Regions from separate parts of the Mus musculus genome. Here all the other regions are linked to region 1. A link is a contact called in public Hi-C and promoter capture Hi-C data. All regions are on one chromosome and are shown on one strand. Each heading gives the region's core, a stretch centred on a gene start, on an enhancer-like site or on the middle of the called end of the contact. The rest is flanking DNA. Distances are from core to core; before and after follow the strand shown. Region 1 holds the start of Eef2k (eukaryotic elongation factor-2 kinase). Region 2 holds the start of Smg1 (SMG1 homolog, phosphatidylinositol 3-kinase-related kinase (C. elegans)). Region 3 holds the start of Vps35l (VPS35 endosomal protein sorting factor like).

Region 1 (4,184 bases), core at 1,254-3,753:
ATCAACACCTCCAATTTCTTTTGCATGGTGCATAATCTCTTTACCCTTAGGCATATAGCTGAGAGTGGAATCGCTAGGTTCTATAGGAGCATCTGACGGGTACCGGAAAACATACTCAGTGTCATTATCTATTTGGAAAGTAGACACTGAAAATATGGATCTAGCTGGGAGTGGTGGTACAGCTCCCTGTGCTGTGGGGCTGATCTTCCAGAAGGGCAGGCCAGGTGGGGCACACATCCTTCGAGCTGTCATGCTGGGCAGCTCCAGGACAAAGCACTCGTCTTTCTGAGTTCATGTGGCAACATGGGATCTTAATCAAGAAAATCAAACTTGTCTGGTGTGGTGGTGCATGCCTGTAGTCCCAGCACTTGAGAGGCAGAAGCACTGGTCTGCACAGTGAGTTTCCACAACAGTCAGAGCTGTGTAGAAAGATCCTGTCTCTTAAAAAGAAAGGGGATGGGGGGGGGGAATCAAATGTTTTGCGGGGAATGTTCATGCTGACAACAGTCTGAAGTCCTGACTTCCCCTGGGAGAGCAGGTTTACTGCTCTCAAACACCAAAGAGCCTACAGGACACAAGAGATCTGCATAGACCCAGATCTGGGCTAAACCATGCCTCTGTATAACCTTGGAAAAGCCACTTTCCTAGCCTGTTCCGTGTGCTAAGTGGAGGACAGTTAGGAAGGTTGTGAGGAATGGTATGAGGAGTACTCTCGCCTGTGTGCAAGGTCCTTTTGTTACCAGTAACACACTACTACAGACCGTCAGATGCTGTGATAAGACCCATGACCAAAAGCAACCTGAGGAGGAAAGGGTTTATTTCAGCTTACAGCACACAGTCAGTCCATGAAAGGGGCATTTGACCCAGACATAAGGATTGGGACCCACAGGTTGAGAACCACTGGCTGAGACTTAAGCACACTGGCTGTGCTTCAAGAAGGCCTGGTTTTAATTCCCAGCACACACATGGCAACTCACAACTGTAATCCCAGTTCTGGACAACCAGACACTCTTAGACAGACATGCAGACAAAGCGCCCATACACATAAAATAAGTAATTTTTAAAAGGTGGATTTTTGGCTCATGGTTCTGGAAGTACAAAGTGTAGAGGATGTTTCTGGTGTTTTTGCTGGTACAACTTCAAGGTGGTTCAGGTCTTCAGGTCTTTAATCTGAAAGCCCAGGCCAGACAAGCCTGTGGCAGAATAGATATTATGGTGTTTCTCCTGTCAGTAAGTCTATTAACAGTTGCTTTATTAAATGAAATAGATCACACCCTTTCCTAACTGTGTCCCTGGGCAAGATACATTCTTTATAAGTCTCAGTCCTATGATCTGTACAATACAGCTAGTCGTGCCTGCATACCTTATATAGCTGACTGCAGCTGGATGGACAAATAGCTCAAAATGTGCAACTGTTTAGATTTTTACTCTAAAGTATACGGTGAGATATGACCTCAAAGTACACATGCCTGCCTCCACTGGTTTTCAGTCTTTACATCTTCCAAGGGCTACCTTCCTTCCATGCACTGCACCAGATTTGAGTTTTGAGAAAGGGCTTCACCATGTAGCCCAGGCTGGCCTTGCTTTTCTGGGGACTGCAGAGGTCTACCACCATGCCCAAGTTCCCACCCATTAAGCACTATGTGCCAGGCCCTAGGCTCAGAGTTAGGAATACTGTGATTTTTCCCTCCAGAGAGTCCAGGAAGGCTTGACAAAGATTTTTCTTTTTTGTTTTTGTTAAGACAAAGTTTCTCTGTGTAACAGCTCTGGCTGTACTGGAACTCCCTCTGTAGACCAGGCTGGCCTTGAACTCACAAAGATCCTTCTGTGTCTGCCTCCTGAGTGCTGGGATTTGCCACCACCGCCCGGCCCTGATAAAGTTATTAATTAAAAATTATAGAAATAGTTGGAATTGTCAGGTAGGCCGAACTGTATAAATTTAAACCGAATATATGTTTATATACAAATATTAAATTTAAACAAAAATATATAGGTTATATATTAAATATTTACATATACGTGTATAATTTTCTATACTTATATTTATAAATTTATATGTAAATATTAAATACATATGTGCTTACCATGAATTTGGATTCTTTATGAGTTTTTAACACAATTTTTGTTGTTTTGCCCCCTCCTGCTCCTTCGTTACCCCTCCCTCTCTTGAAAGTGTTAAATTTCTTCAAAATTATGTCATGAAATCCTTAAGATTTCCCTTTTTTTTTTTTTTTTTGAGACAGGTTTTCTCAGTGCAGCCCTGGAACTCACTGTGTAGACGACCAGGCTGGCCTTGAACTCAGAAATCCGCCCGCAGTCTGTCTTCCAAGTGCTGGGGTTAAGGGTATGCGCCACCAGACACACAGCATGAAATCTAACGTTAGACCCAGGTGTCTAGGAAGCGTTCAACAGGCGGGGGAGCCAGAAGACAACACGGCGGCTGCATGGAGGTGATGGCCACCCGGGGACGGCCACGTGAGCCCGGGCGTGCGCCCCGTGCGTCAGTCCCGCCCCAGCCCTGGTCCCAGCCTCCAGCCTCCAGCTCCAACCCCAGCGGCAGCAGCCCCAACTCCAGCCCGTGCTCGGCTCCAGCGCTCCGACGTCTTCAGGCGCCCCACTGCGGCTGCGGGCCTGGCTCTCTGTCGCCTGCGCTTTGTACCGGGGATTCTCCTCCCTCCCTGCACCCTGGAGCGCCCGGCCGCCAGCCTTTGCCAGCTCCTTGGGATCCTTGCGGCCGTGGGCAGCAGCTGTCGCGCCTGCCACACTGTGGGAGGTAGGTGACGGGAAGATGGGGAGCCCGCGCGTCCCGCTGCAGCAGCCCCCCGAAAGGCCACTGGGGCGCTTCTCTGGTTGCAGAGCTTCCCCCGAGGCTCAGTGTTTGCGTCTGTAAGGAAGGAAAGAAAGACGTTGGCAAGCGGTGAGCGCAGTTCTGGTTGCACCAGGCAGCGCACGCGGGCCTCCGCCCGGGTCTCCTCTGTGCCTCGGCGAGCCCGCCTGTCCCCCTGAAACGCCCAAGTAACATTTCCCCTCGCCGGGTTCCCCACACTAGAGGCCTATGCGGGCCTCAGTTCTCGGAACCTCGAGGTCTGAGCTGCATACGCCCTTGCAGCATTGTTGGTTGAGGGAGTTGGGGTGTTGGCAGGCGTTGGAGACTTGTGCGCCAAGGGGCTGAGCATTCGTATGCAGTTGGTGGCGCGGGGGCGGGGACCTCCTGGGTGAGCCCTGGGCCAAAACTAGCTAGTGTCGGCTAAGGGGATTGCGGGAAACCTGCCCAGCTGCGCCCTGTGTGTGACTGATCGCGTGCGTTTCGGAAGAGTGAGATCTGACTTGGGAATTCTCCTTGGGGGAGTATTTCTGCGTCCTCCGCGATGAGGCGCTCCCTGGCTTGGGACCACTGAACAGATATTACGGAGGAGAAAGCCGAGGTCCAGAGTGGACCCCAGATCCTCAGAGGCCAGGTAGGGAATGTAGAGTAAGTAAACAAGGATTGTGAGTGTAGGGGTTAAGAGTGAAGTTTTGGGAAGACTTCCCGGGGAAGGTGCTGTTTGCTCTGTGAGGAGGACGAAGCCAGTGGAGGGAGTGGGTCCAGGCCGTGTTCAAACCCCGACCTTAGACAGCTAGCTCTTCACCCCTCTCTGCTGCGGCAACAGTTCCTGGGAAAGGAAGGCTAGCGGGGAGCGACTCCTTTGTTCCAAAGAACTGGGTTCTTTTGAGAGTCTGAGCGCGTTAGGCGTGACTTTCCTGAATGGCTCATGCCACGCTGTTTCACAAACATAGTATTTTCAAACCTTTTACCCTGCACTGATCAGACTCGCCCCAAGAGATCTTGTCATCCACAGCTGGCAGCTGTTAATTCCCCCCTGGGAACGGCCTGTAGGAACCTAGGGGTGCACGGCAGGATCGAGTTGTTTTTAGGGTTCCTTCTCTACCTTAATTTCTATTGTGAAGGAGAAAAACTTCAGGATCAGGCACAGCAACCAAGTAGCAACAGCCTTTAGGAAGGCTTTAGTTGGTGAGAGAGGCAGCTGCAGGAATCAGTTACCTCCAAGTCCCAGGGTGCCACCGGGTCTACACCTGGGATGATCCTGGGTTTGAGCCTTAAAAGCTTGTTGGATGAGGGCCTGTGGGGGGGTGGGGGAGCATGGCCGGCTCAGAGGGTGAGAACACTTACCTCTGAAGTGAAA
Region 2 (4,184 bases), core at 914-3,413, 2.6 Mb before region 1:
ATAGTCGTACTCTCTATCCAAGAATTCAATCAGAGCTCATAGAAAGTTTTCATCCTTTCCCCATACACCCTCACTATGCCAAGAAACAAAAATATTTGAAACATAGGTGACATTAACTAACAACCTATGCACATATTCCTTAACTATATAAGCCATTCTGCTCTGTGTGTGTTTTTGTGTGTGCGTGTGTGTGTGTGTGTGTGTGTGTGTGTGTGTATACAGGTCATAATATGCTAAAATATAGTAGAATCCATTGTTTTCCGAGACAGGAGACAAGGGTTTATCTTGGCTGTCTTGGAACTCAGACCAGGCTGGACTCAAACTCTCAGGAAGCCACCTGCCTCTGCCTCCCAAGTGCTGGGATTAAAAGTGTGCACCACCATAGCCAGCTGTAGAATCCATTTTTAAATAAGAGCTCTATCAAAAGTCAAATTCAAGTTCATTTATCACCTAATGTGTCAGCTGCTTAAAATCAAACCTCACACATTTCAATAACAGTGAAATCAAAGCATGTCAATGAAAAGAATGTCAACTTGTTTTATTTAACGCACTGCACAAACCTTCATGCAGGGCAAGTCAAAGCGATGATTTTGCAAACACTCCTTATAACTGCTTCAAATCTCAAATCTAGACTTAGGCATTCGTTTTTACAATCATTTAGTCACAAACATCAGTTCTCAAGAGACACAATGTTTAGGAATGCACGTTAAACAAAATAAGTGTACCCCTATTAGCCAAAGAGCATTTTAATTTCTCTACCAACTCTTAAAATGTAACACACTAACTTCTAAAATACTCCACTTCCAAGCTGTTCTGAAATTAGGAGGATCTACTAGAAAGCAAGACCAACACCAAAAAGTGTACGCTTTCCATTCACGTGGCCATTCTGAACAACGGAGTGTACTTCAAAGAATACATCAACTTCTACTGAAAGACAGGTTTTATACATTTAGGAAGTCCTAGGCACTGTTAAAGCTCAAGTAGTCTCTGAATACTTGAAGCCTTTACTCAGCAAAGAATGGGAACCTACATTAAGTATAACCAGTCCATAATCAGAAAGAACTGACTAGAAATAGTTTTTCTTTCGTATTTTTCTCTTAATATTTTAAATCCAACCAGACTCCAATTCCTTCATGCAAAACGAAATTTCTCTACTCCTGAGAATACAAATTCACTCCAAAGCGCCCTGGGAAATTACTGTTTCCAGAAAAACTATTTCTGCAGTTGGGGAAAACTTAAAATGCCCCAGTGCCTGATTGTGTCGATTTCATTCACAGTCCCATAATCTCATCTTTTGGTCGACTAACATCCTGTCTAAAGTCAGAGGAAGACCTCGGTAGAGTTCTCAGCTTTTAAAATACATTAATTAACACGTGGGAGTCCAGAAGGACGCAGAGTTAAGGTGGTCTTTGGCATGAGGACTGGACGCGGAGCCGAGGAAGTTAATAGGTAACAGGGAGGGTTCCTGGACCTCAAATCTCAACTTGGAGTTAGACGGCAGTGGAACGTCCTCCTCCACCCAAGCTCAGAGCCACTGCTCCAGCCATCCGGCTGAGGCGGCCAGCCGGGCACAGAGGCCTCCGCTGCCCGCAGCTTTCCTGCCGGACCAGGCCCGGAGGACACCCAGGAAGCCGCGCCCGGCTCCAGGGACCGCGGGCCTAGGCCGCGCCTCCCAGTCCCGCGGGCCTAGGCCTCGGCCAGCTCCAGGCGAGGCTCGACGCGGTCACCCACCTGGGTTGCCAGTCATTCCAGCTCCGCGGGTACTTGGTGCCGCCGCCGCCGCTGCTCAGCCGAGACCCCGGGGCTCTGCGGCTCATTACCTTCCCCGACACGACATGGCCAAGCGCCGCCGCCCGAAGAAGCGCGAGTCGCCGCCTGAACCGGCCGCCGCCGACACTGCGATCTGGCCCGGGGCTGAGGAGGAAGCCGCGGAGGGGGCGGCGGAGGGCGGGGGAGGCGGACGGCCGTTCCGGGTTCCGCTGGAGCCCGCAACGCAGGAGCAGGAGGCGGGAGCGGCGCGGCGAGGGGGAGGCGGAGGCAGGCGAGGCGACGTCTCTTCCAGGGCAGCGCGCGGCCCGCGACGCTGGGGCCCAGGAGGACGAGGACAGCGAGGAGGCGGTGGCGGCGGCTCCTCACGCTCACACGGCCACGGCTTCCCCGCCTCCCGGCTCCGCCCGCCGCGCCGCCGCTGCCGCACGGCATGCTGGGAGCGAGGGGCGGTGCCGGCGCCCTAGGAGCCTGGAGAGGGGCGGGGCTCGGGGTGAAAGGCGGGGCTATTGGTCACAGAATATGGACTAGAGGCGGGGCTTATGACAGGGGTAGGGTCACCTAGGAGGGGCGGTGCCGGCGCGCCCCAAGCCTGGAGAAGAAGGGCGGGACTAGTTGGGGCGTGGTCTGTGGCTGCTGAACCTGGAGAGGGGAGGGGCGAAAGTCAAAAGGCGGGACCTGCTCGAGAGGCACTGGAGTTCTGAGAGCCTAGACTTCAAGGCGAGGTCCGCGTTCGCGTAGCTAAAAGGGGTGGGGCTTTGAGGAGAAGGCGAGAACTACTGGAGAGCAGGGACCCGAGCGGACCTCCCTGGGCCTCCTGAGCAGCAGCTCTGTCTGCGGGTGGTAGAGAGCAATGTGGACTCGTCGCGGGGCATCATGGGAGAGGGGATCTCCACCCCGGGTCCACACACGCCCTCCCATACACTCGGAGGACCGGCAGTCAGGTGTGAACAGGCGTCCAATGGAGGACAGGAGGGGGAGCGTGCCCTTGAGCGCTAATGCGCGCACACAGATGTGCCCTTGGCGCTCACGTGCGTCCACCTGCCTGCCACCGTCTTAAGGGAAAAAGTCAGAATAGTAAAATCGAGGAAGGGGAAGTGAAAGCGACACCTTTTCAACCCCTACCTGAAATGTCATGCAGTCCTGGTACATATTTTCCAAAAGTGAAAAACAACGCCTGCTTCCTGCCCCATGAACTGTGCTCTGTAATCTGGTTCCTTCTAGTAGTAAGAGGCCTGTTACCCACACTCTCCTGAAAGAATTCGATAAAGCACTGGGCACATTATGTGAACGCAATATACTCCTTTGTGTGCGTGTTTACATGTGAAGTACAGAGAACAACCTCAAGTGTTGCTCATAAGCCTCCAGCTACCATGTATTTTGAGGCAAGGTCTCTCTCTCACTAGCTGGCCAGAGAGCCCCACGAATCTTCTGTTTCCTCAACGCTGGCTTTACAAACGGTGACACCATTTCTGGCTTTTTTTCAGGTGGTTTCTCGTGTGTGCGGGGCAAGCACTTTAATGACTGAGCTATCTCCCTAGCTGCAGGCTCAACTTTAAAAATAGCCGAGATACACATCAAGCAAGTATTTAAACCTTTTCCACATAAAGTTTTTAGGCCATCCATCGTTTTGCCTCACAAGAGAAGTATGTATACATCACTTAAGTAATTCAAAATTGTTACCAAGGACATGGCTCAGAAAGTAGAATGCTCAAAGCAGGAGCAAGCACGAATCACTGGGTTCCATCCCCAGCACCCCATAAATGCAGCATGACGATGTGTCTGTAACCCTAGCATTCAAGAAATGGAAACCGGAAGTTGTTCAGGCTCACCTTCCGCAAACCTGGCCTACATGGGACACTGCCTACCCAACCCCCAAGAAATAAAACTATCACTAAAGTACTTAATTATCAGGCGATATCTCCCTATGAGTATATCCCTTACATTTTTCCACCATCTGATCCTGAGTATGCCCACAAATCCGTCAATGAAGGAGGATCCTGCTATTCCAAAAGACAATCAAATGATTTTTTTTCTCTTTCTGCCACCCACATTGCCCACCATTGCAGAAGAAGTGGGGGGAAAGTCTTCTGAAAAATACGATCTTTGACTCAAGACAGAAATTCCCACAAGGAATTGGCCAGACCCAGGCCTGGTCACCAACCTACTGTAAAAAAAAAAAAATCAATAATGGAGCTGGAAAGTAGTTCAGTGTTGCAGCAGTTTGGTCACCTACCATGTTTGAGGCCTCCTGTTCAATCGCCAGTGCTGTAAAATAATGATCGTTACTTCAATAAGATTGCTTCCATACTGAAATTGCTCTGGGCATCTTCATAAATGCCAATTTACTTCTCACTGAAAAAAGGATACAAGGAAGGGACCCACCAGGTGCATAAGTTAAAAAGCACAGCTGGGCT
Region 3 (4,184 bases), core at 518-3,017, 2.1 Mb before region 1:
GAGGAAGAAGGAGGAGGGGAGGGAGGGAGGGGGAGAGGGGGAGAAAGGTGTGCTGTCTCAAAACGTAAGTTGGAGAGTAATAAAGGAAAATACTAGCTATTGACCTCTGGCCTCCATATGCTCATACATGGACAATCAGACATGTGCACATGCCACACACACACAATTAGAAGCTGAGTGCAGTGTCCCATGCCAACAACCCTAGCACCTACCAGGCTAAGGCAGAGGACCAATACCTCCAGGCCAGCCAGGACTACAAAGTAAAACCATTTTCAACAACAATGTAAGCAAAGGAACAAAATGTTTCCATTTAAAACTGCTCTCTATATTCAGTGTTTTTCCATGGCCCTTCTCCAGTTTCTTTAAAAGATTCTTTTTTTTAGACTTAGTTATTTGATGTATATAAATATTTTGCCTGTATGTGTGTCTCTATACCACATGTACCTCTGTAGGCCAGAAGAGGGCATCAGATCCCCTGGGACTGGAGATACAGATGGTTGTGAGTTTGGGTTCTAGAAATCAAATCTGGGTTTTCTGGAAGAACAGCAAGTGCTTACCAGATAACGCATTTCTCCAGCCCAGATTTTACAGTTCTTTAGGGACACTGACAGAGATGCCACAAAACCATGGTCTTAGCATGTGGTAAGAAGAACCCTTTAGTTATCTATCCTTTCCAGAAATGTAGCCTGTTTTATGATAGTTCCCCATCATCTATTTTATACATAAGATGGGATGGGTTTGACGAATGTACGAAGGACAATTGGTCCCCTGCCTTTAGTGCCTCATAGTTGCTTCTTACCACCCAAACTGCTACCATTCTTTCAAAGGAACCACCAACAGCAGTGTCCCCTAGAATTGTACACACAACTATCCCAGAGCCACTGTTTTACAGTCCCCAGGCAAGTGGCATGCCCATTTACAGTAGATGCCCTGCTCTGTTATAGACCAGGGTCAGCGCTACAGAGAGAAAGGCTCTGAGAGCAAAGGCCAACCAAGAGCAGCCTGTCTTGCCTGCCTCACTAACTACAGCATCTGAGGTTTGCCCCGGAGACAGGGATTTTATAACCTCCTGTCACCTTAGCAGTTAGCTCAGTTTCACAGAGGAAGAAACTGGGACTCTGAAAATGTCAGTCCTAGTTAAAGTATATTCCGTTGCCTTTTCCAGAACGCATAAGAGGATGCTGCTCTTTCCATAAGGAAATGCACTTGGGAGTAGAACCAGGATGGTATGAATAGACAGTCTGCTAATTTCCCAGTCTTAATCCATTCTTATTTGAGTTAGAGTTTGACACTCACCAGCTTTGAGCATCAGTTTTCCAAAAACAAGTGATTAATGATAGATACTCCAGAAGTTTCTATTGAGAAGGGAGTGGGCAAAGTGCATTGAGTGCAGTCACCCTATCATAATTTATCCATGGGGGTGGGGTGGGGTGGGGCTTAAAACAGGAGCGCCAAAGTTCTGTGGTCAAGAACAGAACTTGCTTGCCCGTATTCGGACGTAGATTGTCAGTAGTGGGGGGAAAATGCCCAAAGTGTTCATCCTTACGAAGCATGAAGAGAACCCACACCAAACAGAATTCACTTCATAATCACTTGTGTCTGGCCCTCAGCAGGGATGGGTGTGTGCACTCCTTTTTGTCACTAGAGGGCGCAGGCGGGCCAAGCAGCCAGTGGCGTCTTACCCCTTACAAGACTGGGGGGCGGTGTGTGTGTGTGTGTGTGTGTGTGTGTGTGTGTGTGTGTGTGTGTGTGTGTGTGTGAATGGGATGGCTCAGAAGGTAATGGCATCGTGTGTGTGTGTGTGTGTGTGTGTGTGTGTGTGAATGGGATGGCTCAGAAGGTAATGGCATCTAGTGCCAAGCGAAGAAAGGACCAACACCTGTCCGTTATCCACTGACCTCCGTGCACATATTTACATAATACGAATGGGATTTAAGCAAGGCGTGGTGATGCAGGCCTTTAATCCCATCATTCGGAGGCAGACGTAAATGGATTTCTATTAACAAAATAAAAAGAAAAAATAAAATCAAGGCCGATGACGGAGCTTGGGTTTTGCCGGGCCATTGCCCGATACAACTGCGGAGGATCGGAATCCGGAGGAAGTTGCCCCTCACAATCATGGCGGATGACGGAGCCCGGGATCTTCAGAGCGGAAGCTGCCCTTCACAATCATGGCGTCTGGGGCGGGGCCGAGCTTCCCTGGATGTGAGAAAAGGGGCTGGACGCGGAAAACAGGCGATCATGTGACTGGGAAGATGGCTGTCTTTCCCTGGTAAGGAAAAACCCGCTAGTAGGCTTCGGGGAGGGCTCCTCTCAGTGGGGGTGGGCAGTCCTCCTTGTTGGGATCGGTGGCCTCCGTCCCCGCCCGGGCTGTCAGGACTACGGAAGAGCAGAACCGCTGTCAGTACTCTGCTCCTCTCCTCTGTTCCGCAGCTCCTTCACTCAGACGGACTCCATCCAAGGCTTCCGCCTCCTTGGGAGACGTTGGCACGCCTGGGAGTTCTGGGGAAGGGGATGAATTCGCCCGGAGTCTGCACCTGGGAGACCTGGTCGCTTGTTCCTTGAGCTCCTTAGACTTTCTCATCTGTAAAGTGGGACCATTCACCCTACTCTATGTAGGGTCCCCAGACACGCTTCTTTACCTCGTTGTTCAACGTAGTAGAACGTATTAGAGAGAGGACACGCCCAAAGGAGAGAGGGGGCAGTCAGTCAACTCCCCTGGCGGCTTGGGTAGACTGCAGAGAAGAGCCTTCAACTGGGTCTTGCAGGATGCATACGAGCTCACCAAGCAGGAAGGAATAGTGTGTACCCAAGTGACTGGCATACGGGCCTTTTTGTGCTTAGAAGTGAGGTGACCTTTAGGTTGTCACAGGTGATTTGTGTCGATAAAGAACCCACATAGGATAAGCGGATGATAATGTGGTTGGACGTTGGAGACCTTGCATCTCAGGGGCAAAATTTCTGCGTTTGAGCATGAAAGAAATTTGTAGCGCTAGGCCTTGAACATAACCAACATCAACCCTCTGGCTTTTTGGCCGGACACTTTAATTCACTCCACCCTGCAGACTCTTAAGTGACCACTTAAGGACACAGCACGTCAGCGTGGTGCCGTATCACACCGTGGGTTGGCTTCACCTGCTTGTGCTGGCTTAACCTTGGATGTTTTCGTTTTCCATACTGCTGAGACCCCAGCTCTGCTCGTGCCTATGGTCTCTGTAGCCGTCTCTCTTGAGCAAGTGTGTGGGAGTGCACGCCCATCTTTCAGTTTTACCCACTGACTTCGTGTTCTTTAATGAGAGAGACAGAATTGTGTCCGTCTTCTTCCCGGTGATTGTTCCTGTCGATGCATGAGGGAGCTGATGAGGCCCAGGGGAAGTGTGCCTCTGCTCCAGAGAGCGCATTTCTCAAGGGACGTGCTTAGTGGTCAGCGTTAGCCTCTTAGCTAACTTAGTTAACCAAGTCCGCTTTTCATTTGAGACCATGGGATGCGAGTTGACCTAAAGTCGTGCAGCCTGCCATGTGAATTCTAGGGACTTGGATCTTGGAGTTTGCTCTTTCCCTAAATGAGGGAAAGTAGTGGGAATCAGCCAGTGTAACCAGGACAAACTGTTCTGGGGTGTACGAATGGGAGGTACCTATATCTTTATTAGTGAAAAAGTCTGATTTTTGGCAACTGTTGAGATAGTAAGGTTGAGTGTGTTTAGTGATGGTGGTGGTGGTGGTGGTGAGGCAGCGATGGCAGAGCACGCTATAGGAGAGGATGGGCTTCGCTGCACAGTGAAGGGGACAGTGAAGGGGACAGAGTAGCAAAGCGTCACCAGAAGCCGGTAGGAAGTTACTAAGAGGGAATTGTGGGTAAAGCCACCTGAGGGGTTCTCCCTGAGGCCTAGTGATCAGATCAGTGTGCTGGGGGGACTCTGACGAGATGGCGCTTCTCTTTCCCTTCTCAAGTGCGTGTGGCCGTTCTTCCAGACCCCTCCAGTGTTGAGGTTCCCCTCTGTGATGCTGTTCTTCCTCCTCTGCCCAGTGCTCAGGCTCCTCCCTCATTGTCCTGTTCACTGAGCCTTCCTCTTTATCAGTCCTGAGCTGATAAAGCTACAATTGCCCTTTCTTTTTTTTTTTTTTTTTTTTCTGGTTGCCTCCTGTCTTTTGCAGATGCCCAGCCTGGGCTTTTTTCTTGTATC

What was found. Promoter capture Hi-C pulls out the DNA fragments that hold promoters and counts their contacts. Hi-C and Micro-C count contacts between places; a contact is called where the count stands out from the background.
Region 2: a Hi-C map of uterus shows a contact between it and region 1, with 3 times the contacts expected there. The contact joins the promoter of Smg1 here to the promoter of Eef2k in region 1. A contact is called at or near these places in 1 of 484 Hi-C or Micro-C datasets (uterus) and 1 of 115 datasets of contacts at active chromatin or transcription factors (large pre-B cells).
Region 3: a contact with region 1 is called in a promoter capture Hi-C map of hippocampal neurons, with 6 times the contacts expected there. The contact joins the promoter of Vps35l here to the promoter of Eef2k in region 1. A contact is called at or near these places in 2 of 39 promoter capture datasets (hippocampal neurons and pre-B cells), 1 of 484 Hi-C or Micro-C datasets (B cells), 2 of 115 datasets of contacts at active chromatin or transcription factors (astrocytes and large pre-B cells) and 2 of 9 other capture datasets (adipose tissue and liver).

What each region holds. Positions count from the first base shown.
Region 1 is chr7:120,840,328-120,844,511 of GRCm38.p6, forward strand. It overlaps Eef2k (eukaryotic elongation factor-2 kinase), which reads left to right and starts at 2,504. Exons shown (of 18, transcript NM_007908.4): 1 at 2,504-2,773. It overlaps Gm36449 (a long non-coding RNA gene), which reads right to left and starts at 3,184. Exons shown (of 2, transcript XR_378468.3): 1 at 2,272-3,184; 2 at 800-1,193.
Region 2 is chr7:118,241,474-118,245,657 of GRCm38.p6, forward strand. Smg1 (SMG1 homolog, phosphatidylinositol 3-kinase-related kinase (C. elegans)) reads right to left here and starts at 2,164. Exons shown (of 63, transcript NM_001031814.1): 1 at 1,732-2,164. The coding sequence starts at 1,817. 4930583K01Rik (RIKEN cDNA 4930583K01 gene) reads left to right here and starts at 2,434. Exons shown (of 2, transcript NR_027879.1): 1 at 2,434-2,492; 2 at 3,255-4,078.
Region 3 is chr7:118,738,504-118,742,687 of GRCm38.p6, forward strand. It overlaps Vps35l (VPS35 endosomal protein sorting factor like), which reads left to right and starts at 1,768. Exons shown (of 31, transcript NM_027815.4): 1 at 1,768-2,272. The coding sequence starts at 2,172.